Regions from separate parts of the Gossypium arboreum genome. Here region 2 is linked to region 1. Evidence: chromatin contacts called from public Hi-C data. All regions are on one chromosome and are shown on one strand. The core of a region is the stretch at or near the end of the contact, and the rest is flanking DNA. Distances in the headings are between cores, read along the strand shown. Region 1 holds the start of LOC108484687 (glycerophosphodiester phosphodiesterase GDPD1, chloroplastic-like). Region 2 has its middle 7.6 kb from the start of LOC128290538.

Region 1 (6,751 bases), core at 3,915-6,414:
AGGATATTCAAGCCGACTGACCTTAATCGACACACCACCCAAATGTGACGGATTCCTTTGGTGCACACTATTCATTTCTGTCAGCTTAGGATCCACTGTCGCCTGTGGAAACTCGGGCTCTTTAGGCAAGAACCCAAGGGGGCACCTAAAACTCCTTTTCCCTTGTTCGTGGTGCTGTGAGCAGTAGGTCCAGTAGGTGGAGGACCAAAATATTGGCCCAACAACGCCTGCAAATCCCCACGAAACTCATCCTTAAACTCCTGGAACCGAGCCTCCATCTTAGTCTCCAAACGAACTATCTCCTCCTGTAACTTAGAAACTTCTTGATGTAGCCCGCCAACTTCTTTCTGTAGTCGCGTCGAAACTCCGTCACCGGCCATTAGGGGGATTCGTAGCAGCTCTGATACCTTTGATGCGTTAGCAAATCCAAGCAGAAGGAGAATTGAAAGAAAAGAAAAACTAGGAAGAAGAAGAGAATGTTAAATTTTCTGGATATATTTCAAAACTGCCTTTTCCCCATACAACTCGTGCTAAATAAGAAAAATAACAAAGAAAACAGCTTGGCAAAATCTGTTATACTTAAACGCATCGTTTCACTAATGTTTAACGCTGCGTTTTACTGTTTTAACCTTAGACCCCAAACTCTCCATTTTATTAAAGATCAAAACTCCCCGTTTGTAACTGATTATAACTAACTTTATTTCCTTAATCTTCTATTTCCTGCTGTCTGCCATTCTAGCTCACATCAGATTAATATATATTTGAAAATTAAATGAAGTCGGATATAATAGACTGCCCCTGAAGATAAATGTTATAATCCAGACAAGCAGCAGTGAAACATGATTAACGTGCGACTAAGACAACAAGTTGAGGATGTTTAACCTTTCCAACTTTACTACGTAAGTATTGAGATAGACCCATGATGGTAATGTTTGTGAATTAGGGTTCCGTCCAATTGGGTATCTGTCGGGTGCAACCCAGCAACTTGAAAGTTGCCAACCAATTTGGAAGGTGGACAATTTTTGGAGTATTTATCTTCGCCTATTTATGAATTTTAATTATTCATCCAATACAATAAGCTTTTAGTGTGACAAATGCATGCATACGAACTTAATTATTTTGGATTTGATTTAAATTTTATCGGTTAGAATTGTTTTATGTTCAAATTATTTTGCCTTTGGGTTCTTTCTTATTGGCTTCAAAGTACCACTTCAAATCAATTTTAAGTAATCATTTTTACACAACTTTGAGTTCACATATTGGATTCAGTTAAAGTTTTCTTGGATTTATATTATTTTGAAGTTTGAATTTCATACATTTTTTTCTCAAGTTCGGGTTGATATATATATATATTGTTTTAAACAATTAATCCTATTGAACTATGCTCAATATAAGTCAATTAAGTAATATTTTATTTCACACAGTTGTTTTAAGATGTTATATATTAAAGTGGATTAAGATGTGTAAAATTATGTTTAATTGAATTTAAGATATTAAACTTCTATTGATACGTAAATACTACAGATCTCATGAGCTGTATATTTAATTAGTGTAAGAATAGTAGTAATAGTAAAATTAAATACTATAACAATATTGTAACTTGAGAAAAACACTTATTTAAAGTCGAATCTTTGAACATATTCATATCCTTATTTAAAAAAAGAAAAACCAGTTATAGGTGGTAGGTTGAGAATCTAAAAAAACAACTATCATGTTACCGTGGCGTATCTGGTTAATCCAAGTAAGAAGTGTGAAAACCGATTATAGACAAATTTGCTAAAAAATTGTCTGTGGAGAAGTAAAATTCTTTGGGTGGAAGGGTAATGTTGGTAAATGTGGTACCATCTGCGCCCCAGTCTAATAGGTTTACCGCCCAAGGGAGTCTGCAAAGAAACGAAAGATTAGAAGAAGATATTTGTTGGGTGGTGATGACACAAGGAGGAGAATTGTGAAGGTTAATGGTTTGTTGTGTGTGCCTCAAAGAAAAATAGGTCTCAAAACAAAAGAAAGTATGGCTCTTCTAGCGAGGGGTGCCTCCATATTCAAAACCACTCTAAGGTAAAGGGGCTGATCGGCTCAAACGGGTGCAGGCGGTTTGTAGGTAATGGCAAGGCTGGAAGTTTGGGGTCTGAAAATTCTTTGAACGTCATTTTCTTTGAAAAAATATGATCAAGCGATTTGCTCATTGAATTCATTGACACTCCATATTGGTTCATGGTATTCAAAATCTATTCGCAAAACCTTGAAACGAAATTAGAAGAGAATGGCACTCTGGTTAGTTTTAACGGACAAAATGTATCATCATACAATACAACACCTTGCACTGTCTTATTGCTTCAATCTGCTTAGGTGTATCTATGGTATTCAGTAGTAAGGTAAAAAAGTTTTGTAAATTCGTTTTCTTGTGTAATTATAAAAGAAAAGAAGCATAACCACCGTCTTTGATGTTACAAGATCTCCAACTTCACGAACATAAGCTATGAGGTTCTTTTTTTTCTTATTCTTTTTTTGTCTAATGAACAACCAGCAACAGTTTACATGGGAACACAACTCTCTGCATCATATATTCTTTCTACTTTTGAGGGTATCCAAATATTAGTTATGCTTAAATCAAGCCTGAATCATCAGCTCTGGTATTAGCTTCAATAGGAAGGAGAGTTCATCCTTGGAAAATTGTGGCTTTGCTTTCACTTCCTTCTTCCCATCCTCCTCCCCATACAAGCTTTTCTCTTCTCCCTCCTTTGAATGGGTTAAATCTGATACTGACTCACTAATCTCCTTAACCAGGTCCACAATAACTCCCTCAACACCCATTAGATGTTGCATGTATACAACCTCCGGGACATTACTGCAAAACAATGCACGGATTAGGCGAATACAATTCGAAACAAATAATGCTTTAACAACTGTTTTAATTTACTTTAATTGACCGTAGGTCATGAGGGAAAGCTTTGATTCTTTGATTCTTCCAACCGCTCCAGGATTTCTAAACACTGCTTTGACTTCGGATACGATCCCCTGCAAGCCATTTTCAAGGCTGAGCTTAATAGCCTCCTCCAAGGAATTCCTCCTTACGTCTGTGTAAATTTCACTTCCCCCATTGGTGAGAAAATATACCTGATATCAATATTAAAAAAAAAAAAAGAAAAAGCCTCAATCAACAATGTATGTGCTTAGATGTCAGTGTTGGCAAACCAAGATCAATTGGAACCGGAAAATCTGCATTTACGGGATATGTGCTCTGTAATTTTCTAATCAACCGGGCTGCATCAGGTTGAAAGCTAGAAAACAAGATTTGTCTGCCCTTTGCATTCTCAAACACCACCTGGTCATGAATTTTAGAAGCCGCATCCATTAGTTAAAAACCATAATGTAAATATTAAAATGTCTCGAGTTCCCCACCACTTGAAGGCTAAAACAAGCATTTACCTTCAAGATAGCTTTAAGTATACGTGTGAGTTCCTCTTCCTTATAAACAATAAAATCATCAAACTTCAATTCAACATTAAAGCCCACCGATTGATCGACATTATGGAAAGCCTCTTCAAGTGTACACAAAGGAGCATCTTTTTCAACCTTCCACTCGAAGAACCTTCCATCTTTTGTTTTCCTGTAAAGCGGTTTTCCCTCCTGAATTGCAAACTAGTCAATCAAAAGACCAAAAAAAGAACATGGTCGATCAAAAGAGAAAGATCAAAGATTATTACACTTCCAGGGTGTTTCTGAGGTCCATAGGAAAGAAATTCAGCCAAAGCAAGTTCTGTAACTCTGTTCTCAACAATGGCACCCTGGAATTGACACCCAAAATATTTAGCAACTTAACCAATTGTAGGGTATGAATCATGCAAAACTATGAGAGGAAAGGTGAAAATAGCTAACCTTTTCTTCATGGAGGATGAAGTTGTCATGGTAAATGACAGGGTAGTCATCTTTCGTCACCTACAACAAATAGGTTTTTTTGGTATTTGTTTACAAGATCCGTCTAAAGGTTCTTTGTTCATCCATGTAGGTTTTTTTTTTTTAAAGAGAAAAAAAAGAAAAGAAAAAGAAAAACACCACCAAAGATGGCAATTCAAAGAAAACAAAGGTAAACCAATCAGTGCCCCAACAAAAAGCAGATTCATAACTAAATCGACAATGAATGCTGAATGAAACAAAAAATGAATTAGACATCAAAGATTAAGGTTTAGACCAGCTAAACAGGGTTGCAAGTGGGATCTCTTTCATTGTGGGGTTGGCCGGGCCACCTGACGACCTACCGGGCATGAGACAACAACCTCATCCAGATCGACATTACGAGTCCCCATTAAAACTAGTTATCAATTTCGCGGCGAATAGAGACAGAACCTCACCGCTTTTTTTCTTAGTTTGGTAGGGTAGATAATAATAATAACAACAATTAAAAAAAAAAAGGGAAAAGGAAGAAAAGGAAGTTCTAAGAAAGGGTAAATAATACTGAAAGACAAATGTTTGCTCTCTCTCTCTCAAAAACCATCGGCGGATTTGAGAGAAACGTGGAAGTTAGTTTAATTGCGGGGCATGCCGCCGGTTTTATACCGGGATACGCTATGTTTGGTGAAAGGGAGGAGAGAGATGGTAGGCTCACCTGAACGTCAAATTCAATGAAATCGATAGGAAACTTAGCCGCCTCATTGAAAGAAAGAATAGAATTCTCTTTGATGGATTTCATTCTGGGATCAGGCGATTGCAACATGTTCATTCCGTTCCCTCTGTGACCCACTACTAGAAACTTGGGAATGTTGCATTCGCATATTTTATCATCATTAACACCTATTCATATACCCCCATTAAAACAAGATCTTTTAAGCTAAAAAGAAAAGAAAGGTAGGGTGGAGATTGAAAATTCAACAACTTTACCTGCTCGGAAACGAGTTGAGCAGAGTGCTAATGCAGCATTCTCAGGGACTTGATCAAGATTAGGCACATCACAAACATGAACCGCTTTGAGAGCCATGGCCATATCTTGTCTATTCTTTTCTAATGAATTGGCTAAGATTCATTGAATTTAAGAAAGGGGTCAGGTGACGGTGGAAACAGGCATAGGAACTGTTTAACAAGATCACATGAAAAACAAAGATGGGAAGTGGAGAATTTAAACCGACTCCAGAAACCTTTTTCATCTCTTTGGAATATTTGGCCATTTATTTTATAGATTTATTTTAGAGGGAGCACACTTGAAACTTAAGATGGAATATTCCGTAGGTGGAGGACAGGAGAAAATCACGGTCGTTTACATTTTTACCATTTTTTTCTTTTCTTCTATTTTTGGTTATCCGTTAGTTATATTACTTATTATAGTTTCACTTGTTGATAAACATAGTAAAAAAATTAATAGATAAAGAAATTATTCCTTTATTAAGTGAATATATTGATAATTAATTTTATCATAATAAAAGAAAAATCGTATTATTGTTAGCTTACAACATTGAAATTATGAGAGCATTTTATATATAACTATATTAATTATATTAATGATGAGTAAATTATATTAATTAATTATTGTATAGTTAAATATATTACGTGTGGGCTTTGCGGGGATCTCATTTTTTTTTTTTTACCAGGAAAGAAGAAGAAAATTGTAGAAGGCTGTGGAATTGGAAGGACAATCTATACAATACATAAAATAAATATTTTAATAATCTATTATTTTGATTCAGAATTTTCGTCCATGAAAAGTGCCTTCCTGAATTTCATTAACCTTCCAGAAATTTTCAAATCTGCTCATACGTAAATAGATTAAACTAGCTAGAATTGTGATTCTTTTTTTGTATGGATACAGGGCTGGTAAATGTTTTATGCTGTGGCTCCAAACCAATTAGTGAAGAACGTGACTACGAAAACAACACTGAAAACAAACAAAAACAATCTCAAGAAAACCCAAAGCAAACAACGCATGTTCATCAGATTCTTGACTAGACATAAGTATCCAAACTAAAGTCTTGCCCTAGATTAAGTTCATCGACCAGCAGTTTCTCTAGTACATCGGTAATGCTAGGATGCTATAGTTCAAGTGAACAGTCTCCAATGACCAATAAAAAGGAGGAAGGCTAAAATGACATAAGATCAACTTTGTAATTAATTTCCAGTGTTTGTTTGTTGGTCTTCCACAATCACTTGGTTAAGTTGCAACTTGTTTAATAGTTATTCCTGTATCTGCTCACAAAGATTAATTGTTTTTTTTTTTTCAATTTGGTAATAGAGTTAAGACATTTGACATAGTAAATTTGATCCCACTTGATTTTCACTCACAAAATTGAATAGATTCAACTATGCCTATTGAAAAGTCAGGATGAGAATTTTCATCAAGTTTATAGATGAGAAAACATAATGTTCTATCATGACAAATTTGAAGACACCAACTACAAATGTCGAGGGAGTTAAAATATAAAAGTCTGAAGCTACATGGACTAGTGAAGAAGAGAAGATTGCTACTGAAAATTCTAAAACACAGAATATCATATTATGTGGTATTGATGAACCAGAATTTAAGGGAATGATCTAAATCATAAGGAGTAATATGTAAAGAAAATTTAAAAAGAACTAAAGGGATTGAAAACGTACGTGAAAAAGAATATATAAAAATTTACACCATTCTAATATTTAATATGATATATATTTTTCTTACAGTAAACAGTCTTATGTTTTGTATGGTAATATGTAATAATTATATATTATTTTGATTAGGATTTTTGACATATAAACTTAATAATTAGGTCTACTTTGATATTTG
Region 2 (6,563 bases), core at 3,804-6,303, 120 kb after region 1:
AAATTTTAACGAGATATAATTTTTTTTTATAATTTTTATGTGCTTTTAAATAGTAAAGACGAAATTAACAAAAAAATATTAACATTGATGGCTAAAAAGTTCTTCCTTTTTATAAATGTAAAACTGAACGAATGGATCATGATTTTAAATAAAAAAATAAGAACTCAATACCTAAAAATTAATGTATGTAGACTAAATTTTAAATTTTAAAAAATAAAAGACCTCTTACATATTCAAACAAACAGAAAAGAACACTCCTGCAAATAAGTTGATAAGCAATTCTGTACAAATCGAATGGGTGATTGAATTAATTAAATCATCAATTTACAATTTAATTGATCTAGTTCAACAAAGAGCGAATTAAAAAATAAAAATTTGATAAAATTCAATGATAAAAATAAAAAGATCTGAAAATATATACAGAAATTAATTAAGACAAATAAATAATAATACTAACATAAACATGTATTTTATAACATCAAAGCTAAAACTTTAGACTATTGCGCATCAAGTCAATCTAGAAAAAAGTCACTAATCAATGAAATTAAAAAAGAATTTGGGCTTAAAATTCAATTGGATCGGGCGACGAGTATGGGCCATAAGTCAAAACATATGAAAATTTGATTTTTTTTTTATTTTTATTCTTGATTTATTTCGGTTGAAAATGGTTGTATTTATCTTTGATTTTTGTCACTTGTTGATTTGTAAGACTTCCCAAATTCTAATTCGTCTGGTTGAATCGGTTTGTCAAAGAATATAAAATTGAAAATTAAAAAGTTAAAATATTTCATAATTTTTATATTTTTATAAATATAAAATTTAGTTTATGTATTTTTATTTATAAAAATTTATTGTATAACTTAACTGTTAAGATTTTAAAATTTAAGTTCAACTGTTAACATCGATAATATTATTTTGTTAATTTTAGGTTCATCACAATGTCATTTTTTTAAGCTACATGGCTATTAAATGAGTATATTTATTTTATTTTTAAAAATCAAAACAACAAGTTTAACAAAATAATAATAATAATGTTAACAATTGGACTTAAATTTTAAAATCTAAAAAGTAAAGGTATAAATTACTATAAATAAAAGTATAAGGATTAAATTATAAATTTGTGAAGAGTGCGAAAAATTATAGCATATTTTAACCAAAATAAAATAAAAGAGGTGATTGAAAGGCATTAAGCTAACAAGAAGCAATTATTGGTTATTGCCAAAACATTAATAGAATTACGTGTGGGCAGAAAAGGGGTGATGTTAGGGATTAAAAGAGTTCCATCGTATGTTGATTGAAGTAGAAATGCTTCTGGAAGCCAAATCTGCCATTAATAAATGTAAAATGAGGTTGGTTCGTAAATGTTTTGAGATGCAATCATTATGACGGAAACTGTGATGTATTTTGTCATTTGCTGGAAATTGAACTCTTCAGTCTTCACCCACGTACGTACCACCATGCAACTCACCCTTTTTCTTTTTATTTCTTATAACTTAATTAATATAACAATTTTATTAGTGGTTTTATGTTTTGGAATCATATTTGTATATTTGAAATATGATATTATCAATTATGTTAAAAAGTAATGAGATTTGTAACAAATTTACAATGATTAAGCCAAATTCTTCTCTATTTTACTTATTTATTAGGTGAAAAATATAAATCTTAAATTCTTTAATTTTTCCATAATAATTGTTTTTTCATTTTTTTATAATTAAAGACAAACTAATAAAATGTGATTTTAAATAATTTTATACCTGTCAATCAAATAGCTAAATCTTATATTCCAACTAAATAGGATGATTTAACATACAAAATAATATACTAAATAATCTTACATTCCAATAATATTATTACCAAAAGTAATATAATTCATGAGTCAAATGCCCTAGGTGTCATTTTAAAATTCCACTCCCTTATAATTTATTAGGTTTTTGAGGAATGGAATAAAAACAATAAATCAAATTTGTTCAAAAGTAGAGTTATCATTTAATTTTGAGGTTTTGTTCAAAACTTCAAAGAATTTGAACTTTGGATAAAAATATAAGATTTAAACTTTAGATTTGGATAAAAAAACTCATTTAGAAAATAGATCTAGCCATAAAAATTTAAGCTTTAATTCAACTCAGCTTGAATATAACTTATAATATTTTATTTTATATATAATAACTACAAATAGAGTCTCGAGGTGTTCTTATGCTTATTTTTTATTCCATAATTTAGAAATGCAATAGCTTTTGTTTTTAAGAATTCCATGCTTGATGTAGCTTCTGTTTTGTTGTTCTTGTTTTTTTGTGTTTTATCACTGTTGTATGCATGTTTTGTTCTGCAGTTACGAGTCCAATAGACATGATTATTTCTCCGTTGTAGTAGTAATAATTCTTCAGTAATTGAGAAAAGAAAACTTAGAAATGCCAGTGAGTTACATTATCCAGACGTAATTTTAATTGCAACTCAGCTTTGTACCTGTTACATCATGTAACTTGTCCTATTTAATTCCCATCAAAAAGTTTTAGACCTTTGTAATGCATATATTATGAGGATTTTTAGTAACACTTTTGAAATGTGAAAAAAAAATCAATTTAAACAAATTTTATAAAAACTTTCTAACGTGATTGAATTTTCTTATTTAAAAGATTTATTTTCTTAAGAAGACTATTCTTAAAATTTCTCTATATCTTATCATTTTTAAAAGGCATAATCGAATCTAATTTCAAGGAGAAGAAAATTCATGTTGATTAGAGTTTTACAAGACTTTAATGTTTATTTAAAAAGACTTGTTTAATATTTATGTATGAGATTGAGAGCAATTATTTTTTAACTTTTATTTAAAAAGATTAAAAATATTTTTGCATATATTTAAAAATTTTGATAAAATAAAAATTTAAATACAATATTTTAAAAGAAGCTATAAAAGAACACTACAAGATCGATGCCATCAATTTTTCAAAAAAAAACCATTTTCATATTCTAACGTTTTCCATCATTTGCTTCCAGTTTTTGAAAAATAAATGTGTTGGAAAATTAATCATTAATTTAAACAAAAATAGTAACTTAAAATTTTAATTTTATGAAAATTTGAAATTTCAATATAGTTTTAATTTATAAAATAATACTTTATAATTTTTAGTCTTCAATAATTTTAAATTTTCATTAGTATGAAATATTTTTTTATAATTTTAGAATTTTCGATATATATAAAAATTTTAATTTTAGAAATAGTTTTGGATTTTTATATTCTTTTTAGGATTTTTCAAAAATTCTAAAACTTCATAATTTTTTTTGAATCTATATTATATTCTATTAAATTCAAAAGTTAAAATTATAAAAAAACCTGAAAAGTATAAACATACTATTTTTTAAAAATGTTAATTTTAATTTTAAAAATTTTTAGTTTTATAATTGAATAAAATACTTTTTAAAATTTTTATAATTTTAGAAAATTTTAGAATTCTTTAGAATTGATTAGAAATTTAAAAATTTAATCACTTTTTGCATTTTATCATTTTTAATAAACTTTTCGATTTGTTATAGAATCTTCTGGACTTTTAAGAATTTTCTGGATTCTTTTTACATTTTATATAAATTTTATTTGTTAAGATGACATGACATTTGATGTGAGATTTGTAAACATATTTCACTTTTTATTTAAATGGATTTACAAACTTGGAGTACAAGACTAAATTTAATAAAGTACAGAAATTAGGGTGTGCTTGGTTTTAAGACAACATTCCTATTTTTCATTTTTATTTCTAGAAAATAATTTTATTTTTATTTTTCTGAGAATTGAAAAATGTTTAGTAATTGAAAATAGTTAACACGGATTTCGTATGTATTTTTGTAAATAGAAATGAAAAAATAATTAAATGCTTAAATTAAAGTATAATTTATTTAAAATGTATTACAATAGTAAAATAAAATGCAATTAAATAAAAATATTTAAAGATTATAAAAATAAAAAATTGCTTCTAACAGGATTCGGTAAATTTAATGTTTAAAATGAAACTTAAAAGAAATTGTTTTGAATTTTTTCATTTTTCCAAAATATTTTATCGAAAACATGTTTTTTGCTATTTTTCATTTTCCAAAAAAATAAAGCACCCTTAATTTCACCAAGAAATAATAATGTCTTCATAGATGGCTTCTCAAGGTTGAATTAATACAATGTTGTATTTCGTGTTTAAAAAGGGTGAAACAAGCATTTTGTTAACGTGAAGGGAGGAGTGGAGAGTTCAAAGTATGGAGACTTCCTCCCAACTTTAATTTGGAAATCTTATTAAAATTACCTTCATTTTCCCTTTCAATTAATTAATGAGCACTAATTGGTGATGCATAAAATGTTTCTATTTCTCACGATACCGCAGCCAAAAAGAGAATACGATAAAGGAGGACAAGTTAAAAAGCATTTTAAACCATTGATTTAATGATTGAGCTTGTTGTATAAATTGTGGGTGGGACACCTACTTTCAATATGATTCATTTTGATAGTAATTTTTTATATAATTGTAAGATGTAATTTTAAAATATATATATATATATATATATTTATATTTGAAATTACATCCTGATTGAATTTTATTTTTGAAAAATATTAATAGTTGATTATTGAGGCCTTTGGTTTTATTTTATTTTTGTATATACCATTTGCCAATAAAATAAGATTCAGTTTTCACGTTTAGTTCAGGAAACAAAGGTATTATTTATTAGTCAACTTTAATAGCAATGATTATGGGAATGATTGAAGGATATTAGCTATAAAAAATGAATTAGGCAAATTAAGATGGAGCAAATCCAAATAAAGGAGGAAGGATATATATAAAAAAGAAAATGAAGACAAAAAAAGAGAGGGCGGGGGGCAGCAATATGCATGATATAAGCCCCTGAATCCAAGAAATGGAGGTCAAGATGTGGTTCAAGTGTTTTCACCCCACCACACAAACCAATAATGAATGATGTGTGTCGTTATCTGCATGCCAATAATGATGAGCTGAAGTGGCTTCAGCCTAGCCTAGGAATGGAAAGCAACCACAAATTATGGCCATCGTGGACCAACGCCTTTTCGATCAAACTATAGTATCTATGACTATCCCCTCACACAATTCTCAGCTGAAGTGGCTTCAGCCTAGCCTAGGAATGGAAAGCAACCACAAATTATGGCCATCGTGGACCAACGCCTTTTCGATCAAACTATAGTATCTATGACTATCCCCTCACACAATTCTCAGCTTCAATTATAAGGGGTATGTCCGTCTCCATTTAATAATGCAATGCAATAATCATGCACTACCAATACAATTATATCGTTTGGTAAAATATCCTACTACTTCTTGTATTATATTTCAGATGTAGGAGTAAAATAATATATTGGTTAAAATTATACCCATAAATGTTTATTTTCGTGTTTTTCTTTTTATATTTAATATACAATAATAAATGTTTCTCTCAACCTTTACACATTTATTTAAATTGACTCAGCTTATTTTTTTTAATCTTAGCAAATTAGCTCTCAACATTTCATTGTTGACATTGTTTGGAAAGCAACCTAGTAATTGAATTTAAGTGTAATTACTTGTAATTATATGTTTGAATAATCATTGTAATTATATTAATTTATATTATAAGTATGAGTACATATGAGTGTTTGAGATGACACATAACAATTTTTTAAGACTGTTTATGGAATAAAAAAAAAGTACATGGCCAAATACTAACCCCTAAAAATCATATTCTAAGCATAAACACATATGAGTGCTTGAGATGGTTATGACAAAAAATTTCTAAAGTTGTATTGTAAAGCTTAAAAATTTATATCATAAAAATAATTTATGTTCATTTTATAAAGTTAGAACTAAAATTTATTTTGTTTAAATCCTAAACAATTTCTAAAGTTAAGAGCAAAAATAATTTACTTGTTATAAAAATGTCATAAAAAAGTGCTACAATATGTTATGGTAAATAAATGTGAGAGATAAGCCGATGTTTGATATCTCTACCAGTTTTTTGGGAAATGAAGAATTTATAACCCCAAGATTTTATTGTATTTTCCTTTTTCATTTCAAATAGAATTAGGTGGTTGCTTGAGGCCATGAATCTTTCCTAGCGATGAAGGGAGAGGAGGTCAAGCCGTTTGTCATTATTAATTGTAATCAGTGTAGTGGGCCAAATTTGCCCGAGCCCACTAGAAACCCAAATATACAATAAATAAATAAACAAATGAACCTCAGTCCATTAAATAACCCTATCGACCCAAACCCAATTTTAAAACTTGGCCCAAATTTACAAGGCCGATAGGCCCGAACACTAAACCAAGATGAAGTCCTAGCAAGACATGTTTACCCTCGGCATCCTCGGCCTCTGTGCAGCCTCTGCACCCCATGCTGCTCTAGCCTAGACCCATACCCTCGTGCAAGGGCCAACATGCACGGCCACACGTCGCCCAGATCTACGAACCCATACCCAGCGCCAACTCACGGCCCGTGCTCTACACGCAAAAAGACAAACAAAGCGGCAACAAACACGAACAAAGCAATGAGAATAGCAAATGAAAATGGCATTTTTAATTT

The links. A called contact is a pair of places that touch in the nucleus more often than the background predicts.
Region 2: a contact with region 1 is called in a Hi-C map of leaf, with 2.3 times the contacts expected there. The contact joins the enhancer-like site here to the promoter of LOC108484687 in region 1. A contact is called at or near these places in 2 of 5 Hi-C or Micro-C datasets (both in leaf).

The regions. Positions count from the first base shown.
Region 1 is chr3:9,384,459-9,391,209 of ASM2569848v2, forward strand. It overlaps LOC108484687 (glycerophosphodiester phosphodiesterase GDPD1, chloroplastic-like), which reads right to left and starts at 5,165. Exons shown (of 8, transcript XM_017788569.2): 1 at 4,879-5,165; 2 at 4,607-4,791; 3 at 3,880-3,939; 4 at 3,708-3,788; 5 at 3,430-3,630; 6 at 3,230-3,325; 7 at 2,921-3,117; 8 at 2,385-2,848. The coding sequence starts at 4,981. The coding sequence ends at 2,611.
Region 2 is chr3:9,503,643-9,510,205 of ASM2569848v2, forward strand. No RefSeq gene overlaps it. Among protein-coding and RNA genes, the nearest start is that of LOC128290538, 7.6 kb to the right of the region's middle. Within about 2 kb of position 5,054, at least 1 of the 2 cell types and tissues checked has an H3K27ac peak or open chromatin away from gene starts, as enhancers often do. A contact at or near this core is called in leaf, where this site is marked.